Linked DNA regions of Mus musculus: regions 1 and 2 are each linked to region 3. A link is a contact called in public Hi-C and promoter capture Hi-C data. All regions are on one chromosome and are shown on one strand. The core of a region is the stretch at or near the end of the contact, and the rest is flanking DNA. Distances in the headings are between cores, read along the strand shown. Region 1 holds the start of Nsmce1 (NSE1 homolog, SMC5-SMC6 complex component). Region 2 holds the start of Kdm8 (lysine (K)-specific demethylase 8). Region 3 holds the start of Xpo6 (exportin 6).

Region 1 (2,700 bases), core at 6-2,505, 710 kb before region 3:
ACTTAAAGACAACTTAAATATTAATTAGAGAAGAGTGGTACAGAAAAAGTTCAAATGGTGTGATGTGGGGAAAGGGGTCAGAAAATGGGTGTGGAACCGATCACAGGAGCCATGCTTGTTTGTGGCTAGGATGGCAACTATCTGCAATGAGGGACTCTGCAGAGAGGATTAACCATAGATAGGTGCAGCCCACTCAAAGGACTTTAAAACCAAGGCGTTTACAGAATAAGCAATGCTTGGGTACAGCATGGGTGGCCTGTGCTAGGCAGTGTTAATCCGCTGATGGCACAGCCTGGTTTGAAACGCACCAGAACCTCATGAGGAACAGTGTTCCCCAGGAGGGAGCTGGGGCTACAAAGGTACACAAGTGATGGCGATAGTGACGGACAGTACTGCAAAAGCAGTTTCTTTTAAGGCACTGCCAGTCCCAACCGTGGTTGCTGGGCAGTGGTGGTGTACACCTTTAATCTCATCACATGGGAGATAGAGGCAGGCAGATCTGAGTTCAAGGCCAACCTAATTTACAGAGTGAATTCCAGGACAACCACGGCAATAAAGAGAAAACCTGTCTAGAAAACATAACCACAGATGATTAGATAGATTGCTTAGATAGGTAGGTAGATGATAGGCAGACAGACAGAACAAACCATGATCTAGGTTCCTTCTCTAGACTTCTCCAGTCTTGGTCTGGGTTAGAGGTGTTATTTATGGTTATCAGTACGAAATGCAACAAAACACAGAGCACAGGAATCCTATACTTTTCCAAAATCGGACAAACGGATGATTCTGAACACATTTAGCCTCAGGCTTTCAAATGCTGGCTCCACAAACAAAACAAAAAGGGGGGGGGGGAGTGGGGAGGCGGGGCACGCAAGGGGAGGGTGTGGTCGTTTTGAACAGAAGGGTACAAGTGGCTGTCACCAAACAGTGTCAGTGACAAGGCACACTTTCTCCGCCTGACCCATCAGGCGATCGGGAGTCAGGAGCTACAGGAGTTCCAGGTCAGCCTAGGCTACATGGTGAGAGCATGTCTCGAAAAGACAATTTTTTAAAATTTAAATTAACAAATAAACAACTTATGTTGTTATAGAGCTGTTCCAACCCCTGCCTTTTGCGGGCTTCAATATCTCGTCAGCGCCAAAGCCCGCGCCGACCCCATGGTCGATCCCGTTGCCCACAGATGCCCGCTCTGGTCCCCGCAGCACCCCAAAGCCTTCATACGTACCGCAAACCAGCGAGATCACGCCGGAAGCCATATCGGAGCCCGCCTCCAGGGCGGAGAGATCGCCAGACTGGAGCTCCTACTGGTGGGCTACGCGCATTCTCCCGCTCACCAGCGGAGTACTTCCGTTTTCCCCGCCCGCTCTGTTGCTATGGCGCCTTGGCACCTGTGAGCCGCCTTCTGAGCTACGCGGTTTCCCGCGCGGTTTTCGTACTTCCCGGAACGGCTTCCGCCGCCCCCGCCTCTCGCTCGCTGGAGGAGAACCCACGGCGGGACGATCCACGGCCCACGGCCTGTGTCGTAGTAAAACTACTGCAGGCTTTAGACTGGAGACGAAGAATGGCTTTTGTTTTCCTGTGGCCTGAGCTAGAAACTTGGCTCTGCCGCTACTGGTTGAGCGGTGACCTTTCATGGAGCTACTAAGTGGAGTTAAAACAGCCGGTTCTGGGGTCCGCGAGCGTAATCTGTAAAGTGCTTGCTGCCCAGGCAAAGAGAGACCTTGTATCAAAAAACAAAGTGGAGGCCTTCCGAGGAACCACATCTTGCGTAGACCTCTGGCACACACACACAGAGGAAAAAGCATAAGAGACGATCTCACACACACACACACACCAGTCCTGAATACGAGATTTAAAAGAACTAATTGTTCCTATGCAGCACACACACACAGAGGAAAAAGCATAAGAGACGATCACACACACACACAGAGGAAAAAGCATAAGAGACGATCACACACACACACCAGTCCTGAATAAGAGATTTAAAAGAACTAATTGTTCCTATGCAGGTGACCCCTCTGGCCTGCTCTCAGGGACCTAGCGGCTGCTTAAGTCTTCACCCAGGTGCGTGTTGTGGAGAAAAGGCCTCCACCCCAGCCATCCTAGGACTCTCTTCTCTGTCGCTCTGCCTTCTGTTTCTCTTTTGCTAGGCTCTTTTTCTCCGGGTCTCATGGCGACTTCTTTGGCCTCGTTCTCTGAGACCGTTGAAACTGCCCGAGAGTTGCTCCCGGTAAACCTGCTTTTATATTTTTAATTCAGCATGATCTGGCTTATTACGTCAGCGGAGACATTTACTACCTGGGGCAGAAACTTTTTACTAATGTGCAGGGAAAACTAGGACGGCCGCCGAGAAGTGTGGTGTGGTACTGCCTTAGCCACTCTCATCTAAGAATTGTGAGGCCTGATGAAATTGCCACAAGGGTAACTTCAAAGAAATCACTTCTGCCTGCTCAAGGCTTTTCCTTTCCGAGAATTCCAGATGCACGTCTCAGAGCTGGAAATGCAGCCTCGCCCAGGAAAAGTGACTAATTATACAACCGTACGAAGTGCACAGTCCAATCTCTGAAAACATACATGGCCTCTCACCACCCCTGGAGTCTTGGACAGCTTCTTATCTTCTGGAGAGCTCTTCAACTGAGTAGGGAGACTAACAATACAGAGGTCATTAAAAGCTTCATCTCTGGAGGTGGAAGGCCAAGG
Region 2 (2,700 bases), core at 58-2,557, 760 kb before region 3:
ACTGAGGGATTCTGGGAGAACCTGGAGGCCAGGTCTGCTTTGGTGTGTAAAATATGCACCCGAGTCCCTTGTCCTGGGGTTCAAAACCAAACAAGCATCTCTCACTGAACCTTGATCTCACTGACTCTGCTGGGCTGACAGGACAGAAACCCTGGGGACCCTCCTGTCTCTGCCTCCCCAGTTCTGGAACTGCAGGTGCTTGCCCCTGCACTTGACTTTTTACTGAGAATTTACAGCCAGGCCCTCACACTTGCAAAGCAAGCACTTAAACGACTGCTCATCTTCCCAGTTAGAGCTTTTCTTTCACAGGAAAGAAATCCAAAGCTAGAAAATTCAGGAAATAAAATAGAAGGGTGGCCTGCTAATATAGCAGGTCAGAGCTACTACACCCCGGGTGTCAGCCTGTGCACAGCTGCATGGGGACCAACATGCAGGCACCTAATTTGGCTGTCCAGCATTTTGTTGATAAGTGGGGACAAGTAGTTCGATTAATCACTTATTAAACCAAGCATGAGTTAGGTGTGGTGGCGCATGCCTTCAATCCCAGCACTCTGGAGGCAGAGGCAGACGGATTTCTGAGTTCGAGGCCAGCCTGGTCTATAAAGTGAGTTCCAAGACAGCCTGGGCTATACAGAGAAACCCTGTCTCACACACACACACACACACACACACACACACCCTAAAAACAAACAAACAAACAAACAAAAGACCAAGCATGGAACTTTGGAATGCTGGCCTGTCACAGAGAATGAAGGGATATCCTGGAGTTCTGTCTAAGTCCTATTGGAAGGATGTTTTCCTTGCAGAGACAGGCTGTGTGGAGTGGTGTGGCAGCAACCGATTCAGTGTTCCTGAGAAAACGAAAACTGAGGAGTGCCACATCCCGACTCAATCCCTGCTGACCAGTAGAAGTCACACTCCAAATCCAAGGCTAGCAGATCGCTGCAGGGAATCGTTTGCTGCTGCTGCTCCAGGCACCTCTGGAGTCAACCGGGAGAGAATGCTCGAAACTCAAAACTCGAACTGACTGCCACACCACTCCACATAGTCTGTCTCTGCAAAGAAACCATAGGCCAACTCACGGAAACCAGTCCTGCAAGCAGTACTTGTGGGCTCAAATTATATACGTGACTTCTAAAATCATGTGGCTATTTTTCTTCCACCTCGGCTTCCTACTCTGTAAAATAGGGAGAACTCATTATCTGAGTTGGAAGGATTGGGTAGTCGCAAGTGACAAACTGCTCTGCAAGGTATGACCCGGAAAAGAAAGCTCAAGCCTCCCAAGTCTTTGAACCGGAGGAGGGCGGGGCCTGGCATCGATTGCTCCGCGTTCCTCTAGGCACCCGTCGCGATCAGCCGAGTCAGAAGTGATCGATGCTCTCGGTGTAGTCGGTGATAAAGCCAGCCGAAGAATCTTCGCCCGGACGGAACCAGTCGTCGCCAGCAACGAGAGACACAAACAAGTCCAAGCGCCAGAGAGGTTAGTTGGAGCTCCAGGCAGCTGCAGTTGCTTAGACTTGCAGCCTGGCCGTGAAGGACGGATTGCGCAGGCGCCATGCTAAAGCCCGGCGCGGGCGAGCCGGGACGGTTTCACGCAGGCGCCTTGGGAGGCCTGGGAGCTGCTTGAAAAGCCGCGTGCGTAGTAGCTATCTGCTCCCCACAAACAGTTGAAGGAGCTGCTAGGGATGTCAAATAGCGCATGCGTGCAACTGTCGTGCCCTTCCCTTTTAGGCTTCGGTTAGTGGTTCAAGTGTGAGGATAGGTTTAGTGGCGAGACCGGCCCACATAACCACGCCTGCGCCGTCTGTCCGGAAGGCATGGCTGCGGCCACTGCTACCTGTTTCCAATCTCCATCCTCGAACCCGTTCGCCCAAGTCCGCCTGTCCCCCGTAAGCGGACAGAGGTCCACAGCAACAACCAAAGACTTCCTGGGAGTCGGGGCGTCTTCTCTTAGGCCACTTAGCCAGCCCTCCAATCCAGACTGTCCAGAAGGGCGTGAGCAGCCGGGTACTTTGAGAGAAGGACTGCACGTGCTTTCCCTAGACTGTTGTTCATGCTAAGGCATCCAGCATCCCGCTTAGCAACCAAAACCGGTTTCTGTAATGCATCCCCAAAAAGTGCACTTAGGAAGCGAGGCTTGATTCCGTTCGGCCCCGTTTTTGGCTCCTTTGGTTTTGGTGTGAGCAGCTTAGTTCACTTAGGAAGCCCAGATAGAACCACACAGATTAGATCCTGCACCCTTTGGGTGACATCCTTTCGCAAAAAGCGTCGTTTTGTACACCAACAAATGGGCCTTTATTTAAAGACCTTTTAGAATTAAGGCTACAGAGAAACGTTTTGTGCAACCCGCACCTGGCCATTACTTGAAAGCAGTGCCTTTTGCCTGACACGTGAATGTAGAATACCAGAAGGCCACCTTGCAAGCAAAGACACAGCCCCTACCAACTTCAAAAGCAAAGCAATGGCCGGCAAGATGTCTTTAAGGCCTATTAACTGTTGCACTGTGGGAGAGAAACTTATACTGGAACATATGAGGCCATTGAGGCTGGTACATGTGGCCTGTGTTTGGGTGATTGTGGGTGTCATTTTACCAACAATAACCCCCGGTTTTGTTTGTCTAGGCTCTTAAATTTATAGTCTCCTGGTTTAGGTGGTGAATTCCACAGTTAGGCCATCTATACCTGACTATTGGAAGCCTAT
Region 3 (2,791 bases), core at 213-2,712:
ATGGGCTAGATGCCAAACTGAGGCAGATAAAGAATCAGAGGACTAACTTCACCTTGCCTACTGTGATGGGCAGATAAGGCTCAGAAACATTAAAATGGCAAAAGACAAGCACTCAACCAACTGCTCTGAGTACACAAACCCCAAGGACTATGGAAAAGCTAAAAAGCCTGCAAGAAGAGGAGGTATTTTCCTTTCAGAGAGGTTTTTTTTAGTGGGACCTGAAAGTATGCATAGTTTTCCAAGGAAAAGGCCAGAGCAGAAAACAAAAAGAACAGCAACCAAGATGTCCAAAGACCCCACTGCTGACTCTGCCATCGTCTGTATCCGTAACCAGTAACCTCTACAAATACTACTTTAGATTTCTGCAAACGCAAACCTACCGCTGGACAGATGGTCTCCAAAAATCCAGCCAGTTCTATAACAGATTGCTTATGTTCAAATAGTGCTACTAACCCAAAAGAGTCAACTGACCTTGGGCAGAGTAATTAACTGCTTCTTGCCTCAAGTATCCCCCATTTCCAATCAGGGGGTTGATATACTAACAAAATACATACCACTGACTTAGCAAAGGAAATGACACACAGTATGCCATCAATAAATAAATGATACTGATAATCACGACTTGCTGCACAAGGGCACAGCCAACAGTGAGGCAGGGGGTTGTATCCGTGGCGCTACTCAAGACATCCAGTGGGGGTGGGGGTGGGGGCAATGGGAGCGTACAGCCGGTTGCACACCCTGCACGCATGTGTCACCGGCCAGGCTCGCACGCGCCTCTCCCCGCCTCAGGGAAGAAGAGATGGCTCAGCTGCTCTGAGGCCCACTGCCACCCCTCCAACCCGGTCCCTGGACCCACTCACCATGCTGGCCGGGAAGGGGATGGCTCAGGTGAGCTAGCTCTTGGGATCCGTCGTGTCCCGCTCGCACAGTTCAGGTCATGGTCCCGGCAGGCTCGGGGAGTCCCCCGCCCATGCAAAGACAACCGGTTCCCTACCCGGGCCCCGCCGGCACCTTTAAAAGGAGCACACGGGCCCCTTCGGGGACCCCCCGAAGCGATTCATCCAGACCTCGGCCCACCCCGGGGAAACGCAAAAGCAGAAAATGGGGTTCAGAGGCGGCTACACGAGGCCCCCCGCCTGGGCCCGACCCCCGAGAGGGAGGCTGCGGGCCCAGGCAGGGACTCCCCGGCCTCCGCGGCCCGAGGCGGCGACGGGCCTCAGCCGAGACTGAAGGGGCAGAGGCTGCCTGGGCCTGGGCGGCGCGGCCGGCTCAGGAGAGAGGCCCGCGGGCCCTTGCTGTCCTCGCCACCTCTGTCCTCGCGGCGGGCTCCCTCCGCATCCCTGCGCGCCACCAGTAGCCGCGGCTCGCCCCTCGCGGCCACCCTCTGCCAACAGCCCAACGCGCCGGAAGTGGCGAGCACCAGGCGGCCCCTCAGCCCGCGGCCTGCTGCGGCGCTGGAACCGGACCAATCCGGAATCAAGTGAGGGCAGAGGAGGGCGGGGCCGCACCTGACTGTTCACTGGCCCCGCCCACCACGTCCCCGCCCAAGAGGCCAGGGACCGCCGCGTTGGTAAAGGGACACGCGGCCATTTTGGTAAAGGAAAGGTTTCCCTTTCGTTTCTTTTCACTCATTCATTCCGCAAATCTTTTCTGAGCATCTTTCCGGACCCTGACACCGGACTAGAAGTTCGGCGATGCTGGTCTGTGCTCTCCTGGGATCTTATTCATTCAGTCCACAGTTCTGGGTCCTAGGACCAGAAAGTGTCACAGGATGAAATTGAAACACTTAGTGTCACGATCTAAATTGGCTTCATCCCTAATTCCAGACTCCAACACCAGGTGACTCAACACCCTCTTCTGGACTCTGGAGACACCTGCACCCATACTCACATAGCATACACATATATAGGTACACAAACATGCATGTAAATAAAATAAGTTTTTATGGGATATGGCTCAGCCTTTAAAGGTACTTGCCACTATGTCTGACAACCCAATCTAAGTTCAATCCTCAGAACCTGTACTGGTTTAAATAAGAATGCCTATCCCATATCTAAAGCTTAGTCATCAGAAGTGGCACTATTTGAAACCGATTAGAATGATTAGGTGTGGTCTTGTTGGAAAAATGTGTGTCACTCGGGGTGGGCCTTAAGAGTTCAAAAGTCACCGGGCAGTAGTGGAGCTTGCCTTTAGTCCTATCATTTGGGAGGCAGAGGCAGGCAGATTTCTGAATTCGAGGCCAGCCTGGTCTACAGAGTGAGTTCTAGGACAGCCAGGGCTACACAGAGAAACCCTGTCTCAGAAAAAAAAAAAAAAGAGTTCAAAAGCCAATGGCAGGGATGGTGAGATGGCTCAGTGGTTAAGAGCACCGACTGCTCTTCCAAAGGTCCTGAGTTCAAATCCCAGCAACCACATGGTGGCTCACAACCATCTGTAACAAAATCTGATGCCCTCTTCTGGAGTGTCTGAAGACAGCTACAGTGTACTTACATAGAATAAATAAATAAATAAATAAATAAATAAATAAATAAACATTTAAAAAAAAAGCCAATGGCAAACCCAGTCTCCTTTTGTGAATCAGATGTATCTTTTAGCTACTGTTCCAGTACCATGCATGTCGACCTGTTCCCTGCCATGATGATAGACGGACCATCTGAAACTGGAAGCAAGCCCCCAATTAAATGCTTTCTTTTACAAGAGTTGTCATGGTCATGGTATATATTCACAGCAATAAAACAGTGACTAAAACAAAACCCAATTGAAGAAGGAGAAAATAAATTACCACAAATTG

What was found. Promoter capture Hi-C pulls out the DNA fragments that hold promoters and counts their contacts. Hi-C and Micro-C count contacts between places; a contact is called where the count stands out from the background.
Region 1: a promoter capture Hi-C map of pre-B cells shows a contact between it and region 3, with 2.2 times the contacts expected there. The contact joins the promoter of Nsmce1 here to the promoter of Xpo6 in region 3.
Region 2: a Hi-C map of B cells shows a contact between it and region 3, with 7 read pairs. The contact joins the promoter of Kdm8 here to the promoter of Xpo6 in region 3. A contact is called at or near these places in 1 of 39 promoter capture datasets (the C10 cell line) and 1 of 484 Hi-C or Micro-C datasets (B cells).

Annotation. Positions count from the first base shown.
Region 1 is chr7:125,490,188-125,492,887 of GRCm38.p6, forward strand. It overlaps Nsmce1 (NSE1 homolog, SMC5-SMC6 complex component), which reads right to left and starts at 1,256. Exons shown (of 8, transcript NM_026330.4): 1 at 1,226-1,256.
Region 2 is chr7:125,443,313-125,446,012 of GRCm38.p6, forward strand. Kdm8 (lysine (K)-specific demethylase 8) reads left to right here and starts at 1,308. Exons shown (of 8, transcript NM_029842.5): 1 at 1,308-1,480.
Region 3 is chr7:126,199,039-126,201,829 of GRCm38.p6, forward strand. It overlaps Xpo6 (exportin 6), which reads right to left and starts at 1,463. Exons shown (of 24, transcript NM_001311143.2): 1 at 861-1,463. The coding sequence starts at 863.